Regions from separate parts of the Neogale vison genome. Here all the other regions are linked to region 1. The links are chromatin contacts, called in public Hi-C maps. All regions are on one chromosome and are shown on one strand. Each heading gives the region's core, a stretch centred on a gene start, on an enhancer-like site or on the middle of the called end of the contact. The rest is flanking DNA. Distances are from core to core; before and after follow the strand shown. Region 1 holds the start of BCL6 (B-cell lymphoma 6 protein). Region 2 overlaps LOC122908796 (lipoma-preferred partner). Region 3 has its middle 270 kb from the start of BCL6. Region 4 holds the start of LOC122908796 (lipoma-preferred partner).

Region 1 (2,700 bases), core at 161-2,660:
TCTTTTTACAAAGCTCGCACCATGGGAAAAAATAAAACAAAATTAGGAGAGGCGGGGGAACAGCCATTGGGAGCTAACACCGAGTCACGCAGCGCCCAAAACACAAACACCGCGACCGCCAGAAATCCCGCCACCTTCCCGCTCGGCTGGGCCGTCCTGTGAAGGTTCCCAGAGTCCCCGCACGCTAAACAGCACCGCAGGTGCAAACGCGCACCCCTTTGCCACCCACCCCCCAAATCCCTGTCCCGCCACCAGTCTCTCCCCTCAGGATGAGGAGAGGGAGCGCGCGGGGGTTCCCGACTCCCTTGACTGCAACCAAGAAAGAATAATTTTCAAAGTATTCAACATCCCCGCCCCCAGGCAAGCTAAACCTCCCCCAAAACACAGGGTAAGGGGACACCAAAGGGGTCCACCAAAGGGGACACCAGAACACTCGGATCTCGTTAGGAAGACCGCGGATCTAAAAGGAAATAGTAGAAACGATACTTCAACTGGGCTTAAGGGGGAGGAGGGGGGAGAAAAACAAAACCCGAGGAGTTCGCTTGCATTTTTCCTCCCAAATCTCGGCTCGGAGGCAGGGAATCTAGAGGAGCGAGGCCGGTGGAAGGGAGCCAGCGGGGCGAGCGAGCGGGCAGCCTCCCTCCTCGCCTCCCGGAGTCACCAAGAAGGACGGGAGAGGAGAAGGAAGGAGAGGCGAGGGAAAGGAGGAGGGAGGGAGGGAAGAGGAGGCAGGAGCGAGGGAGCGAGGAAGGCAGTTTGCAAGCGAGAAAAGAGGGAAAAAACACAGCCGCCCGAATCCAGCGAGATCACAAGCCGTACGCAAGCAGCAGCAGAAAGAGCGAGAGCGCGAGCGCGCGTCCTCTCCGTCGTCTGGGGCCAGACAGCCCCCAGACTTGCCCGGAGCACCCCCCGAACACTGTCTCGTCCTCTCGGCTCCGGCCGCCCCCTAATTCCCCTCCTTCCTCTCCTCCACCTCCTTTTCCAAAACCAAAACAACACAAGGGAGGGTGGCAAAAGCCTCCCCAAACCGGCCGATTCACTCAAAGACAACAAGAATAAAATAACAAATATATAAAAATCTATATCCTAGAGTGGGAGAGACGTGGGACTAATCTTCGGCATTTATTTTAACACCTGACAGCTAGAATAAATAAATATATACATTTATATCAATAGATACACATAGGAAACTTGGAGCCAAAGCATTTGGCAAGAGCGGAAAAAAAAAGAATTAAAAGGTAAAATAATGATCATGAGCAGCGGCGGCGGCAGCGGCACCAGCGGCACCAGCGGCGGCGGCGGCAGCAGCAGCAGCGGCAGCAGCAACAGCAATAATCACCTGGTGTCCGGCCTTTCCTAGAAACTTCTTGCATCACCACTTCTAAGAACCCCAGTTCTAAGAATCAACAGAGCTCAATTCTCGGAATTTGAGCTGCGGACTTTACCACTGCTACGAGGCAGGGGAGGACTCGGTGTCAGCTCTCCGGGACTTTTGCCTCTCTTAGCCCATGGAAAGCCCTCAAAGCCACAATATTTTTCCAGTTCCCAGAAGATTTCGAGGTCCTCAGCTGCGGAGCGTCTCGGATTCGGAGGTTCCGGTTCGAGGCTCGAGGGGCCAGACGGCGTCCCTCCCTCCCGGGGCCCCGCACGATGGTACAGTCTGCTCCGCCAGCGTCACGTGGGCGCCCCCTCTGTGACGTCGGCGTCTTCGCTGTAGCAAAGCTCGGCCTCTGGAATTCTGAGAACTAATTTGCTATTCGGTGACATAAGAGGGGGAGTGCGCTTTGCTTTCCCGGGGTCTGGGGCTAATTCCTCCTCTCTTACCCATAAACTCAGCTACTCGAGCTAAATACACAAAAGGGAGAGAGAGGTTCGACCCGTTGGAAAAAGTCTGTTATATATAGTAGCTTTAGAGGCGAGTAAGAGAAAAAAACAATAAACACCACAGCTCTTTCCAGCTAGAATATTAGGCACCACGAGAAAAATATTTGCCAAGCAGTTTTCGGTGGGTTCATTTGCTTTATTTTATTTGGGACGTCTTTCGGTTTTCTTTTGTTGTTTTTTTTCCTTGTTGATGTGGTGGCTTGGGATTTTTTTTTTCCTTTTTTTGGTGGTTGTATTTTGATGATTTTCGGATTTTTTTCTTCTTCTGATTTTTGCCTTTTGCAAGTTTGTGGTGTTACGTAAATACTAGGATCCCGCGTCGGTTGGATTTTGTTTTGTGTGTGTGTGCTTCCCACCCCCACTTTCTAATCGCTCAAGCGCTTTAAAGAAGATGTGTTATTTTAATATTGAGACTATTGAGAGCGGCTTCAATTTTTGATCGCATGTAACAATCCCAACCCCCACTTTTTTTGGGGGGGGGTGCAATTTTCTTTTTCCCTTGGACTTTTTTTTCTTTTTTTTTACTGAGAGGAGGCTCTCCTGCACTTGAGGGACATGTTCAAAGGATTTGTTTTGGTTTGGTTTATTTCTTTCCAGGACAGCAAGTGGTGGGTTTACTCTTTCTGTTATTGTTGACTGTTCGGACATTTCTTGTTGAAAGAAACGTGTGTGTGTTTGGGTATGTGTACGCGTGTGTTCTACCAAATTAGGTGAACCAAATACATGTTTGTGTTTTGCTTTTTCTTAAGGTCTCGATCCCCCGCGCTCCCCCCCACGCCCGGCTCGTTTCAAGGTCGTTGTAAAAAAATCTCTTCT
Region 2 (2,700 bases), core at 21-2,520, 460 kb after region 1:
TACTGATGTGTGCACGCACACTGGGGGTGCTTCGGAGAGGCTGGTTTCCAGGGAGAGAGGGTGGGCAAGGGAGTGGGCAGACAGGTGTGCCAGCAAGCCATGGGTACCTGGAGGCAGGCTGCCAGCTCCGATCAACACCGGAGTTACAAGCGTGCAGAGAGTACGGGGTCTATTGGCTGCCAGTGGGGCAGGCTTTGCTGTTCTAGGTCTTGAAAGATTGCTAGGCTGTGATCAACAAGGGAGGAGAGCTGTGTCTTCGAGAGGGAGGGATCCGCAGAGGCGTGCGAATCTGCAGAGGGACTGGGGATGGCAGGCTGAGTCTAGAAGGTGCGCTCGGAGAAGGCATTGCCGTCACATCATTGGAGTTTAACATGTGCCTCTATTGTATTTGGGGCTTTTTCCTGTAAGCAGTAGGGAGCTTTTATGGGTTTTGGAAGGAACTGTGATAGGATTACTCTGGTGAAGTGTGTGTGTGTGTTTTGTTTTGCTTTGACTTTTTCATTTTCCGAGTCTTTTGAGGAACTGTTGGGCAACCTTGACTCTGGGAAGTGTGCACTGCCAACCTTTATCTGTCTTCTCTTCTCTCTCCTGGCCTGGCCCGGCTCCTTCTCGAGATGCTTCTGGGGGAAGCAGCTTGGCAGTGCTGGTTCCAGGGGCTGCTGCTCGAGCTCTCCGGGCAGCCCCTCTCTGCCTGTTCCTGTTTCCCATTCCTCCCCTCTTCTCTTCCTCCTCCTCCTCTTTCTCTGTCACCACCCCCGCTGCCAGCAGCCGCGCTCCCCTCCCTAAAATAAATAAACCAGTCGCTCCAAAAGGTTCCAGGCACATTAGTCACATATCCCAGAAGTTTAATACAGAATTATTTTGACAGCGAGAACAAGAAGTGTTTTCTAGTTGAACGCACAGAACTTGCTTATTCCAACTGGGCTTTCTGCCGCACAGACAGATGATATGTTTTTTAGATGGATCGGCCACGCAGGAGGCTGTGTCGCTTCCCTTGGATGCGTGACAAACTGCTCACTACCAAAAGTGGTTGGGGAAAAGATGCGAAAGGAGACAGGGAGAGAAGAATGAAATCACATCCTTATTGCGGACATAACTTTCTTCCCGGTAACTTCAGTAAGCCGCCGAGAGATTGCTGCGTGTTTATTTATTTATTTGGCTGCCTCTGGAGCCGTGAAGTCCCTTTTTCAAGCCGGGCTCGTGCGTGTGCTAAAAGATGAGGACAGATCGAGTTATTGCAATGCGGGTGGCTCTCCAAGCATTCCAGTTGAATAGCTCTTCCAGAAATATTTCTTGACTCACTCATTTAGCACTTTCTATTGCTGTTACTAAGCAGATTGGAGGCCCTCCCTGTGCTTTTGCCAGACAGCTCTGGGGTTGATGTGGCTCCCTTATCCCTATTTGGCCTGTGTAAAGATGGAGGAATGAAAAGCTCAAGTCTGTGGTTGTCTCAGAGGTCTTTCTCCCCCTGCCGAGGGGCCAGTGTGCCGTACGCATCGTCAGAGAAAGAATAAAAGTGCGTGCTGCCCTCTGGGGCAGCTTTTCCCCTCCCCTTCCAGATCCCAGCACCAAGCAGGAAGGCCTTTCTCCCAGGGTGGTTCGCTTGGGAGTGAAGTCCCAGACATGAGCACAGAGGAGAGAAGGGACGGAGTTCCAGACCTGGGATGTTCTGTTCTGCCTGGCTCCCATCATCCTTCGCTTCTTCCTTCTCAGATCTTTCTAGAGAGCTCCAGCCTTCTGGGGGTGCTGGGTTGATCTCTCTGGAGTTTTCTTATCTACTTTCCCTGCTTGTTTCTCACTAGCCTGTCATTCCCACGCCTTCCTCCAGGAAGGCATATACTGGCTGTATGACTTTGGACAGTAGGCTCTTTGGGTTTTCTCCTTTGTGGACTCCTATTTCCAGCTGCTCATGATGTGTGATGTGAAATCCCAGGATAGGAGATAACCACAGGGTAGTTCATGGGGGTGCTGTGGTTACATTTGGAAGATCCAATAAGCTTCCACACCGGGCCCACTTATCTTTCCGGAACCCTGTGCCTCTGGGGAACCCACTTTGAAAACCACTGTCCCGAGGCACGTCAAGACTGCTGGCAGCCCCTAGGACCACTGTACTGCCTTCTTTAAACTTCCTGCCCCCCGGATGTCTCTCAACAGTGAGAAAGTGGGACCTATGTCGATGAAGAAATGTGGCCCAGAGGGAAACATAGCCCTTACTGCTTCCTCACGCTGGCTATGAAAGTCTATGCGATGAAGGCCTTTTCGCTTGGTCACGTTGGGTGACTCTTCCCTGGGCCTCCTCACTGGGCCATGCCTGGCTTGTGAGTCAGGGTACCCCTGGCTAGCCCTTCATTATTATTCATTGGTTCTATGCCGAGTGGCAGTTTACAGGAATCCTTGACACGTTGTGGGGGGAGGGTGTTCTGGGCTATGGCCTCTGTCTCAGGAACATTGCTGGAAGGAGGAGCATGGCAGTCAAGCTATTTTTCAGGTGGCTTTTTTTTTTTTTTTTAAAGATTTATTTATGTATTTGAGAGAGAGAGAACTAGCAGGAGTGGCAGAGGGAGAGGGAGAGAGAGAATCCTAAGCAGACTCCATATTGAGCACAGAGCCCAATGCAGGGCTTGAACTCACGGCCCTGAGATCATGACCTGAGTGGAAAACCAAGGGTTGGATGCACCACCCAGGCGCCCCTGTATTTGC
Region 3 (2,700 bases), core at 172-2,671, 270 kb after region 1:
TCTCTGATGCTCAGAACTTCGGAGACTCCCAGCTGTCTTGGACTTGAATCTCCTTCTCCCTCTGGCATCCAGAGCCTCCAAACTCTGGTGCTAACCCATCTGCCAACCTTAGCTCCCTTGTCTCCCAGCTGTGCACACCTAGCCATGCCCGTCTCCCTGCAGATGCCCAACAAGCATCTAGCTTTGCCACCATCCCGGGCCGGTTCATGCCGGCCACTCCCCCGTTTTCCAGGCTCTCATATGTCACTCTGTGAACTCAGCTTTTCTTCACCCCAAATGCCATCTCTCCGACAAGACCTTTTCTTGCCCACCGCTCTGTACATCTAGTCACGAGGAATTTCTCCCTCATCACAACTCTTAAGAGCATCTTTGTGTTTTTGCTAGGACGTATTACTTTCTCCCTTGTATTTGGCTCATTGTGTGCCTCTCAGAGCTTTGCCCTAGACTGTGTCCTCAGGGTGGCTGACATGCAGGGGGTCACCTGTAGATACCGGAGACTGACCAGAGGGAGCAAGTTCACAGTCGCTGGGAGAGCACAGGCTGGTTGAAAGTCCGCCACGTTTGTTCCAGGTGCAGAGCCGGGCTGGCTGACCTGTTCCCTCCTAACTCCAGGGTTTCGTGTATCTATGAGTCTATGAATAGGCAAAGCAAAAGGCCACACTAAGCATCTTTCCTGCTCCTATCCTAATCTCGGGTTCAGGGACATCCCTGAGGGATCAATACTTTAAATCAGCCCTCATGGCATGCTGTGGAAAGGCGCTCCTTCCAGGAGCTGACTAATGCTGACACTCTCTTCTGTTGTTGCTTCCTGGGCTGGCTCGGTTTTTCCTCTGGCTCTGCTGTGTCTCTCAGGCCCTCTGTCCCCCCAGACCCAGGTAACAAGGGTGAAGAGAGTCGCCCTTCTCCTCCGAGAGCTGCCCCAGCAGCCCTTGCCTTCCTGCGGGTGTCTTCCTTTGCGGGGTCTCAGATCCTGCCTTTCTGCACAGAACAGGGCCCAGCCCTGCCCGTTCTGTGATCACAAGGAGGAGGAGACAGACAAGGGTGCAGGGAAGGGAAAGAGGGCAAAGAGTGATCCCTTTACTCAAGATTCCTTCAGGGAAAAGAGAATTTGACTTGAGCCTGCGTTCTGGGTAATTCAGCATCAAACAGCAATGAGGCCTGGGATCTGGCCAAGTCTTTGTTTTGTTTTGTTTTTTTCCTTTCCTCCAATCAGCCCAGGGCGCTGGGGAGTGAAGGCGTGGAGGGGGTGGGGGCCCCCTCACTCGCGGGGGCTGTGAGGGAATGCTGAGCCCGCAGAAGTGGCCCATTGAGAGCCCAGGCTCCCAGCGCAGGGGCGGCTGGCACCCCCGGCCTACCACCACAAGGGCAGCTCTGTCCTGTGGGCCCAGGGCTCCGTCCCAGCCCCACTGGCTCAGAGAGAACAACATTTCCTTATAAGGCCCCGGCCGCCTTGCCAAGGCTGGCCGCTCCGACAGACTGTAGCTTTCCATTCTCCTCGCCCCGGCTCCAGTGCAGGCCTTGAATGTAGCCCTTGTTGGCAGGCCCCTCCCCCCCCCAGGGCCCCCACCCCACCCACTTCCATTCGGGGCCAGGGCCAGCCCCAGCGAACAGGATAAACAGCCCGGAGGCCTCTCCCACGCGCGGCCTGCCTCAGCTCAGGCCTGCTGGAGGCAGCACAGGGTAGCAGAAGGAGCACCAAGACACAGGGCTGGGGTGGTAGGGGGAGCCCCGCAGCTCCCTTCCGGACAGGGGGGTGGCTCAGGCCAAGGTCCTGACTCGGAGGCTGCTTCCTCATCTAGGGAACAGATTCCAAGTGCCACAGGTTCTAGATTCTTTGCATCGCCTTCAAAGCCCTTCCCAGTCAGGTTACCTTTAAGGCTTCACCTCTGCTCCCCTACCCCAGGACCAGCTTTCTGGGACTCCTCCCCTCGCCCCCAGGAGCCATGTCTCCTCAAGCTGCCAGAGCTCAGGGCCCAGGGAACGACCCCCTTCCTCCCTTCCCTGGAGAAATGTGGCCTTTCTTGCTCTCCTCAGCGTTTGCAAGCACCTCTCTTAGAGGCTTGCTGTTTGCCCGTGACAGTGATTTGTTTACGTGCCTTTTCCTTTAGTGGATGGTAAGCTCCTTGAGGCTCAAATGGTCTCTTCTTCCTCTTTAAGTTCCTGAACTCTACGGCCAGGAACGGGGCTGCCTTTGAGGTCTTGTGTAATCGCCTGAATATACAGGGTTGGGCAAACTCAGAAGAGACAAACGATGGATGTGCAAATACTTCATAAACTGTAAAGTGCGGTGCCCCATCCCATACTACCCTCCACCCCACATTTTCCTCTTTATTACCCCGTCACAACCCCTCTTCCTGTCCACCCAGTTCCACATCCTGAGTTCTGTGCTCACTGCAACTCCTCAGGGGCTTAAAATCCCTCTTGAAGACATTACTGGTCTCTCAAGGTCAGTGTCGGAGCTGGAAGGGCCTTTAGAAGTTATCCAATGGTTTCTACACTAGCATCCACGCATGGGTCCCCTGGCCACAAGAATGGATTAAACGAAGGGGCTCTGAGCCCTCGGCCCCACCCCTTTCACCATGTATACATGCTAGGTTCCCACAGCATTCTCAAAAAAAAAAAAAAAAAAAAAAATCCAGTGACTTTAGAAGTTGGAAGTATACTGATTAATCCAATCTCAACACAGCTGAAGAAACTGAG
Region 4 (2,700 bases), core at 64-2,563, 360 kb after region 1:
TACCTGTTTTTTTTTATCCTCAGATTACTAAAGAGGGACTACAATTTGTTCCACCCAACACAAAGACCTAATAAACCTGTGAAAAAGCACTTTCATGATATGCTGAGGTGAGGGATGGTTATTTTACGTACCAGGAGGCCAGAAACAAAGAAACAAAGTCCACAGCCTTGGAGTGCCTTCCAGGCACTAGCTGCTGAACATTACAACCTCTTAACAAAGTAAATGGTGGTTTTCATGGTTGCTTCTATTTACAAATGTCAGAGGGAAAAAAATACGACTCAAACCTTCCAAGAACAGGCTTGCCTCTATTCAAACCAGTTCACCCAGTTCACAGATTCCCTCCTCCACTTTTTTTTTTTTTTTTTTTTTGAAAATATAAGCTCACAGCAAGCTTTCTGGGCTTCCAGGACAAGGCTGGGAAGTAAATGCTAACCTGCAGGGGTTCCTCTGAGTACAGGACAGAGGAAGCTGACCGGAAGCAACTGATTGTCACTGCTACTCAGGGCTGTCAATCAGAAACTTCCAGGAACTGACTCAGGGACCAGGAGAAGTTGGCAAACTCTTACAGGGTGGTACGCGTTGTCCAGGGACACATAGCCTGTTTCATGGCTCAGTGGGACGAAGGGAGTCAGGACCCTGCCTGGCAGCGGGGGACAGGGCTGGGAGTCTAAGCATCCCGGTCCCGCGCTTGAATCTGTGTTGTGTATGACCCTGGGCAAGTCATTTCTCTTTCCAGGCTTCAGTTTTCTCCTGTGTGAAGTGGTCTTGGCCCTCTCTGCCATCCAGTAGGTTCTGAGTGTTGCTGGGACGCCAGGGCGAGGCTCAGGAGCAAGATTTCAGAAGGGAATTCCATGGCAGGATCTCTTCTGCTGAATTGGCGCTTCCATAGTAGACACGGTCCCCTCATTTTTTCAGCAGCCCCTCCACTCAGCCGCTTCCTCCTTCTACGTCTGCTTCCTCCTCCTCCAGTGCAGGCATAGCCTCCACACCTCCCTCATTCCCTTCCTCCTTTGCAAGCTCCCTGCATCCCCGCGTCTCCTCCTCTTCCTCCCAGGAAGTAACATGCCCTCCGCGCGCCCACCTTCTGGCCCAGCCGCAGCCCCAGCGGGCGCCCCCTCCCCCGCCTGGCGAGCGCAGCGCGGCGGCCCCGCGGGCACACGCTTTCCCATACCTTACATGGACAAATGCGTGCAGGCAAAGTCAGGAATTCAGGCCCCTGACGTCAGCCTCCAGCTCTCAGGGCACCGCACGGGAGCCCGAGGGGAGGGGGTGGGGACGGTGGGGAGGAAGGAGGGGGAAAGGCACCAACCAGCAGCCGCTCCAGTCCTGCCGAAGTTTCACTTTTTGTCTGTGGGTCCGCTCCCGGACCCGCGCGAGCTTTCCCGGGATAAGTAGCGCTAGCGAGCAGGGGAGAGCCGAGCGCTGCAAGGTAAGGGCTGGCTGCACGGCCCGGGGCGCGGGGCGCGGGGCGCGGTGCGGGGCGCGGGGCCGGGCCTGTCCGGGGCCGGGGACAATGGGAGGGGGAGTGCCCGGGCACCTCCTCCTTCGCCTCTGCCTCCGCCTCCAGCCGCCGCCGCCGCCGCCGCCGCCGCCGCCGCTGCCCCGGCTGCCTCCTCCCCGAGGTATTGTTGCAAATCCTCCTTCCTTCCCCCCCACCCTCCGCTCGCGGGCGCCTCGGGAACCCCCGGCCCTCCCCGGGCGCAAGCGCTCCGGGGAGGCAGGAGCGCGGGGCGCAGGGCGCGGAGCGCGCGCCCAGCCCCGGCCCCAGGGCCCGCGGTGCGGAAGTGCCGGCCGCGGCGCAATCACGGGGTGCACGCATGGGGGAGGGGGACCCCGAGTTTTCGGGAAGCGCGGACCTGGGGCTGGGCGGGGTTGGCGCCCTTCCCTGAGCGCCCCCTGCCCGGGCTATTCAGGGCGTCCAGGGGGCGGGGCCACACCCAGCAGCTTGGAGCTTTCGCGGAATCTCAGTTGTCACAGCGGAAAGGGCCTAGGAACCTAGTAATTCGAGTCCCCCCATTTTACAGTCGGCTCAGTTGAGGCCCAGGGAGAAGGAGGGCCTCCCCGGAGTCACTCTCTGGAGGCCGAGCCAAACTGACATAGATGGTTCCCAACTCCTGGTTCTTTTTCTCCAAGCATTTCTCCAGCACCCATTGTGTGCCACGTTCTGTGCTGGGTGTGCGAGCTCAGAGAGGGTGTTGGGGCCCAGTCCCTTCCCTCAGGGAGCGCACAGTCAACCGTGGCACCCAAGCTGACCGGAGATAAAGTGCGGTGTGCGGCGAGGGGTGGGGCGGGGAGGGGGTAGGCATGGGTAAAGTTCAGGCGCTTAAGGAAGGGAGTTTGATTTTCCCATTTGGAGGGGCCGCGCTTGGTCAAGGCTTTGAAGAATAGGGGGTTTCCTGAAGCCAGCCAGGGACAGGAAGGCCATTTGTGCAGGGGTGGGGGTGGGGGATGCAGAGCAGAGAAGGCTAAATAAAATACAGAGAGTGGAGACGAAATTCTAAATGTGATTGTTGGGGGCTTAGGGTTGGATGGAGGGGGTGCATGAGATGAGATAGAGTGGAATTGTGCCTGAGTACTCTACAGAGCGACGCCTTTGGGATTAAGGAGTACTCTGGGAACTGAAAGGGCTCTCTGGTTTCCCTCCCCCTCCCAGGAATTCACTGCCTTCCTGCCTTCAACCCAGAATGTAAAAATGTAGGG

The links. Hi-C and Micro-C count contacts between places; a contact is called where the count stands out from the background.
Region 2: a Hi-C map of fibroblasts shows a contact between it and region 1, with 19 times the contacts expected there. The contact joins the enhancer-like site here to the promoter of BCL6 in region 1. A contact is called at or near these places in 2 of 3 Hi-C or Micro-C datasets (fibroblasts and muscle).
Region 3: a Hi-C map of fibroblasts shows a contact between it and region 1, with 14 times the contacts expected there. The contact joins the enhancer-like site here to the promoter of BCL6 in region 1. A contact is called at or near these places in 2 of 3 Hi-C or Micro-C datasets (fibroblasts and muscle).
Region 4: a contact with region 1 is called in a Hi-C map of fibroblasts, with 10 times the contacts expected there. The contact joins the promoter of LOC122908796 here to the promoter of BCL6 in region 1. A contact is called at or near these places in 2 of 3 Hi-C or Micro-C datasets (fibroblasts and muscle).

The regions. Positions count from the first base shown.
Region 1 is chr6:110,162,163-110,164,862 of ASM_NN_V1, forward strand. BCL6 (B-cell lymphoma 6 protein) reads right to left here and starts at 1,411. Exons shown (of 9, transcript XM_044251971.1): 1 at 1,340-1,411.
Region 2 is chr6:110,622,326-110,625,025 of ASM_NN_V1, forward strand. The region is part of intron 2 of LOC122908796 (lipoma-preferred partner); the gene reads left to right. Among named protein-coding and RNA genes, the nearest start is that of BCL6, 460 kb to the left of the region's middle. Within about 2 kb of position 1,271, the one cell type or tissue checked has open chromatin away from gene starts, as enhancers often do. A contact at or near this core is called in fibroblasts, where this site is marked.
Region 3 is chr6:110,431,495-110,434,194 of ASM_NN_V1, forward strand. No RefSeq gene overlaps it. Among named protein-coding and RNA genes, the nearest start is that of BCL6, 270 kb to the left of the region's middle. Within about 2 kb of position 1,422, the one cell type or tissue checked has open chromatin away from gene starts, as enhancers often do. A contact at or near this core is called in fibroblasts, where this site is marked.
Region 4 is chr6:110,525,684-110,528,383 of ASM_NN_V1, forward strand. It overlaps LOC122908796 (lipoma-preferred partner), which reads left to right and starts at 1,314. Exons shown (of 14, transcript XM_044251981.1): 1 at 1,314-1,429.